Linked DNA regions of Sus scrofa: region 2 is linked to region 1. Evidence: chromatin contacts called from public promoter capture Hi-C data. All regions are on one chromosome and are shown on one strand. The core of a region is the stretch at or near the end of the contact, and the rest is flanking DNA. Distances in the headings are between cores, read along the strand shown. Region 1 holds the start of PIK3CD (phosphatidylinositol 4,5-bisphosphate 3-kinase catalytic subunit delta isoform). Region 2 overlaps CTNNBIP1 (beta-catenin-interacting protein 1).

Region 1 (2,700 bases), core at 51-2,550:
CGGCTCCACACCTCTCCATCCGCAAACTGAGCGGATCCCAAGGATGCTGCGCGAGGACCTGGTACGTGGGCTGCCAGCACCTGCTGCCCCAGGGCGCCCCCCCATCCGACCCCGGAAATCCCATCCCCACTCGCTTCCCCTCCAGGAGCAGCTTTCATCAGCGCTTTCCTGGCTCTCCATCTCCTCACTAAGGCACAAGATCGATGGCTAGGCAGTGCCCCCTCCCTGGTCCCCAAGAAAGGTCTCCCTGTCTCCCTCTCCTCGATCTCCAAGAAGGAGGTGCAGAGGACGAAGCCTAAATAAAAACAGGAAACGCAACTTAAAAAAAAAAAAAAAAGAGGAAGGCTCATTCAGGCTGAATTACGGGTAGGAGTATTAAAAAGAAGAAAGAAAGAAAAAAAAAAAAAAAGAGTCCGGAAATGCAAAGCTGGAGGCGGTTTTGCCGCCGTAACCCCGGCTCAGCCGCAGATCCGGGGGCTGATTGCCTCGCGGCGGCAGTAAACACGCGGTGAGCGGCGCCCGCGGTCGGAGCCCCGCCGGGGCGGGCCGGAGAGGGACGGGCCGCAGGTTCACAAGCCCGGTCACGTCCACCCCGGCCTCTCTCCAGCCCGGGACCCGGCTCGCCAGGGCTGCGGCGGGCGCTCGGGGCCAGGGCGCCGAGGCGGTGTGCGCGCCCCTCTCCTCGCGGGTCGACCCGGCAGCCCTGCCGTTGGGAGCGCATCCTGTTCCCCGCGGCGCAGCAGGGAAGCCCCCTGGTCCGGCTCGCCAGCTCCCGGGGCAGGCGCACGGGGCTGAGCCGCGGCCAGGCTCCCCGCACCTCGGCGGGTGCACGCGAGGCCGCACCGCAGCTGGAAGCGCAGCGAGTACCCGGGAGCTCCCCGTACCGCTCCGCGGGGCAAGCAGTCTAGGCGCAGGGGAATAGTGCGCGCCTCTCTCGGCGGCAACCTCGGCTCGGGTCCGGGGGGCTCGGCTCGGGTCCGGGGGGCCCACCCCGGGAGACGCCCCTTGCCGAGCTCGCTGGAAGCGGCAGGCGCACCGGCCCGGGGCGCACCGGCTGTACGCGCCAGGAGATGTCCGCGGTTCCCGAGGTCCCCCGAAGCCCCTGGCCCCGGCCCTCGCCCCTACTTCCCAGTCACAACCAGAGGCGAGCGCTTACCGGTCCCGGCGAGGCTGGCAGTGGCTGGGGCGGCTCGGCCCGGCGCCCGCTGGCAGCGACGGCGCTGGGCGCGACTGAGCCTCGAGAGAAAGAGGCGGGGCGCGGCGGGGGCGCCCCGCCTGCTGACAGTCCGCACACTCCACTTCCCACTTTGTTTCCTTTTTACTTGCAACAGGAAAAACAACAGGTCCTCCCGCCGCTTCTTCTGCCCCTGCGCCCTCCCCCCGCCCTCCCAGGTCTCCGCCCGCCTGGAGGGGCGTCAGCCCAGCTGCCTCTGGAAGCTGCACCTTGTCCTTCTTCCAAACAAGCTTATGTGTTTATAAAGAAAACAACCGAATGAAGGTCCTAAGAGCCCGTAAAAAGCTCCACGCCTTCCACATTCACACACCAAAGGATTTTAACAATGGCCAGAGAAAAGCTGGAGGCTTCTAAGAGCGTCCCCAGGCCAAGTTCAGGGACCTGGGCCCCAGGGAAAGCCGGTGGCCTCCAGGCTTTGGGGAGTCAAAAGCATGGGGACTAGGGGGTCGGGCAATCCCCAAGACCCTTCTAGGATGTGACCGGGGTGAGCCAGTCAATAGCTTAGTCAATGACTTAAGGACCCTCTCCAACCCAGCCTGGCAGGTAAATCACCTATTTTGGTCCCTTGGACAGATGGGAACACTGAGGCTTGAAGCGGGACTCTTTCTATCCAACACTCTCTGGGCCTCCCAGGACCAGCTTGGGCCCAGTACTGGCTGCAGCAACGGGAGGAGCAGAGGCTCTTCTGTGCCTAGCCAGCAAAGGGGAGAGAATTGCGGCAAGACAAATGGGTTACTAAGTGGTCCCAGTTTTCTAAGATCTAGGCTGCAGGCTCTGGTCTCTCGAATGGGTACATGTGGAGGAGCTGGGAGGGACCATGGGTCCCTTTGGGGAATATTGGGTCTGTCCCCAGGAGGGTACATCCTTCCCAACAGAACGTCTGAGGCTCAATCTCACTCCAACCCCAGGCCAGGACCACTGCAGGGCGATATTGTCAAAAGACAGAAGAGAAAAAGACCTTTCAGAGAGAAAATCTGATGGCAGGTCCTGATGTTTCCGAGCACCTGTCCTAGCCCTGCTTTGGCCAGGTTGCTGTGTAAACACTATTCCCTGATTTTCAGAGTTGGTTGTGAGAAAGTCAGATGAGGAGGACTTTTTTCTTTTTTTTTTTTTTTTGTCTTTTGTCTTTTTAGGGCTGCACCCGCAGCATATGGAGGTTCCCAGGCTAGGGGTCTAATCAAAGCTACAGCTGCCGGCCTATACCACAGCCACAGCAACGCCAGATCCGAGCCGTATCTGTGACTATACCACAGCTCACGGCCACGCCGGATCCTTAACCCACTGAGCGAGGCCAAGGATCAAACCCGCCACCTCATGGTTCCTAGTTGGATTTGTTTCTGCTGCGCCACGATGGGAACTCCAGGAAGACTTTTGCAACACCCAAAGAACTCTTCATTGACTATGCCTTTGCTGCCATTCAAATCATGTTTTGGATTCTCTCCTGGTGCAGTGGGTTTAGGATCCAG
Region 2 (2,700 bases), core at 176-2,675, 170 kb before region 1:
GGGTGCTGAGGCTCTTCCCCGTGGAAACTGCTGCCCTTGGAGGAGTGTCTGGGACCTGTTTACCTGGGAGCCTTGCCTCCTGGCTCATCTCCCCAGAGCTGATACCGGAGCCGTGTGGTTTCAGGGAGCTGGGGAGCCAGGTAGCAGGAGTGAGTTCTTATGGGCAGCACAATAATGAGTCCTTGGGGCGAGGAGGAAGAACCAAATCCAAAAATCTCATGGTCGGGAAGGGGCAGACCCGGAATGGAGCCACTTGGATGCTCTGGAGCATGTGGCTGTGTCTCCTCTCCCGCTGGTCGGCCGTGTGCATGGAGCTTCCACGGGGACCTGGCAGGTCGAATTCCCTGGACGGTTTTGGAGAACTTCTGCCAAAGGTCACTCCTAACGTTAACCTCCAGCAGGAATTCGGAGACTCCGGGTAGCAGGAGTGAATTTCTAAGTTTTTCAGGCCCCGGTCATTTGCCCTCTTTAGGAAGGAGGTCAGGAGGTCAGGAGGTCATGTGATCCCTGAGCCCACACGGAGTGATCCTGGGGAGCTCTGGCCAGCGAGGGGCGCAAGGGTTTCAGAGGCTGGGGGGAGGGGGGTTGACCTTGGAGGAGCCCGTGACTCTGAATCGGGTGATGGGGTGTCTCCACCGTGGCTGATGCTGGTGCCCGAGGTCCCGCCTTTTCTCTGGTGACATCAGTCCAGGGCTGGGTCCTGAACTGAGGGGCCGTGGGGCTGGCAGCCTTTGGAAGCGGCCCAGCTATTTGGACCTGGTGTCAGTTTCTTGGGGAGGGCTGACCCCCAGGGCTGTGTTCTCTCCCGCCACCTTTGAGCGCCGGCTCCTCCAAGCTGGACTTTGCAGGTGCTGGAAGAGCTCTGGCTTGTTCCCCGCTGCCAGGCCCTTTGCTGGCATGGATGCAGGAGCCTCAGGGTCCACACATCCCAGGCGAGGGGGCCTGGCCCCTCCTCCTGCCGCCTGGCCTCCCGGAGAGGGAGGGAGGCGGGTGTCTGGAGCCGGCCGTGTCCGCCCTGGAAGCGGGCCCAGCTCCGTGGAGCTCCAGGGTCTGTGCCTTTCCTGGAAAAGGGCAAGGGGCCAGATCTGAGAAACAGGCCGTGTGTACCCTTCTTCCACCCATTGGCCTCAGGCCTGCAGCCATCTCCCTGTTCCTCTTCCCTGTTCTTTTTCATTTCTGGGACCTTTTTCCAAATCACCCCAGCACCCTTTGGTGAGCGGGCTTCCTGATGGCAACAGGCCGATGCCCTCTGTGAGCCAGGACGTGGGCTGAGGGTGCTGCTGGTGTGTGGAGCCTGTGCTGGGCTTTTGATTCTGCTGGTGTGAATTCATCCTGAGCTTGCAAACAGACTAGCAACCCCATTGTCTATCTCCCGCCCCCGGCTAGGGGCCAGTTCCCTTTTCTAAGCTCCTGAATGTTTGTCATTTTTCTCTGCCCAGTCATTTGACCAGACTCCGTTAAAGTGGCAGAGCTGGCATGGGGTGTGAAATGACCCGCTGGGTGCCCTGCCCTAGTTGAGAGCTGTGCCCTCAGCAGTGCCTTGGCCCTGCTGTCTGTAGCAGGTGAGCCACGGGACTGGGGGGGCACCTGGCAGAGCAGTGGGCGAAGGCAGGGGCCAGGGCTGGGCTCCTCCCAGGTCAGCCCTCTGGGTTTCATGCTGAATTTTCTCCATGGCATCCCAGGGTTGCTGTGGTGTTTTATAAATCCCAGGTCTTGGCTCCTTTCTAATGGGGGTGGATGGCTTGGTGCGGTCTCTGCCAACAGATCTGAGCAGCCTCAGTGCTCAGGGTGATGGGGGCAGGACCAATATTTCCTGCTTCTAACAGGAAAAAGCAAAGTGAGTGGTGCAGTGTGGTCCTCGGAGTCTGTGTTGGGTCCTCCCTCTGCCTCTGATTCACCAAGTTACTTTGTTTCTTGGAGCTTCAGATTCCTCCCCTATAACAGTTCATCCTGAATCACTTTTTTTTTTTCTTTGGGGGGCATGCCCATGGATATGCAAATTTCCAGGCCAGGGATCGAACCCAAGCCACAGCAGTGACAATGCCATCTTTAACGACTAGGCCACCAGGGAACTCCCTGGATCACTATTTTAGAAGCTGCGTGTGTGTGGTCAGGAAGGGCCTGGGGATGTGATTTTGCACAGAGACTGTCATGATGTGTGAGAGCTGTGAGCTGGCCTTGGGGAAAACATTGAGACAAAGGAAACAGCAGGTGCAAAGGTCCTGAGGTGCAAGTCCCTTTGCCTGAAAGCCAGCCAGGAGGCCTCTGCGGCTGAGGCAGAGTGAGAGGTGGGAGGAGGCACAGAAAAGGAGGTGGAGAGGCAGCCAGAGACTAGATCATGTTTGGGTCTTGCAGGCACAGTGTGGAGTTTGGAGTTTACTTTGAGTATGATGAGAAATAATAAACTGCCTTTGGAGTTTTGAGCAAAGGAATGGTAGGATCTGACTTCTTTTTTTTTTTGCTTTTAAGGGCTGCACGTGCAGCATGTGGAAGTTCCCAGGCTAGGGGTCAGATCAGAGCTGCACCTGCTGGCCTACACCACAGCCACGGCAACATGGATTCCTTAACCCACTGAGCGAGGCCAAGGATTGAACCTGCGTCCTCATGGATCCTAGCTGGGTTCGTTACCACTGAGCCACAATGGGAACTCCCTGACTTATGTTCTTAAGAACATCCTTCTGACTGCTGTGTGGAGAATGG

Evidence for each region. Promoter capture Hi-C pulls out the DNA fragments that hold promoters and counts their contacts.
Region 2: a contact with region 1 is called in a promoter capture Hi-C map of fetal skeletal muscle, with 3 times the contacts expected there. The contact joins the enhancer-like site here to the promoter of PIK3CD in region 1. A contact is called at or near these places in 3 of 5 promoter capture datasets (fetal liver, fetal skeletal muscle and liver), 13 of 47 Hi-C or Micro-C datasets (alveolar macrophages, embryonic fibroblasts, epiblast stem cells and 8 more) and 2 of 2 datasets of contacts at active chromatin or transcription factors (alveolar macrophages and skeletal muscle).

What each region holds. Positions count from the first base shown.
Region 1 is chr6:70,024,905-70,027,604 of Sscrofa11.1, reverse strand. PIK3CD (phosphatidylinositol 4,5-bisphosphate 3-kinase catalytic subunit delta isoform) reads right to left here and starts at 1,300. Exons shown (of 23, transcript XM_021095292.1): 1 at 1,157-1,300.
Region 2 is chr6:70,194,001-70,196,700 of Sscrofa11.1, reverse strand. All of the region lies in intron 3 of CTNNBIP1 (beta-catenin-interacting protein 1), which reads left to right. Among named protein-coding and RNA genes, the nearest start is that of CLSTN1, 30 kb to the right of the region's middle. Within about 2 kb of position 1,425, at least 36 of the 83 cell types and tissues checked have an H3K27ac peak or open chromatin away from gene starts, as enhancers often do. A contact at or near this core is called in fetal skeletal muscle, omental adipose tissue, retroperitoneal adipose tissue and 2 more, where this site is marked.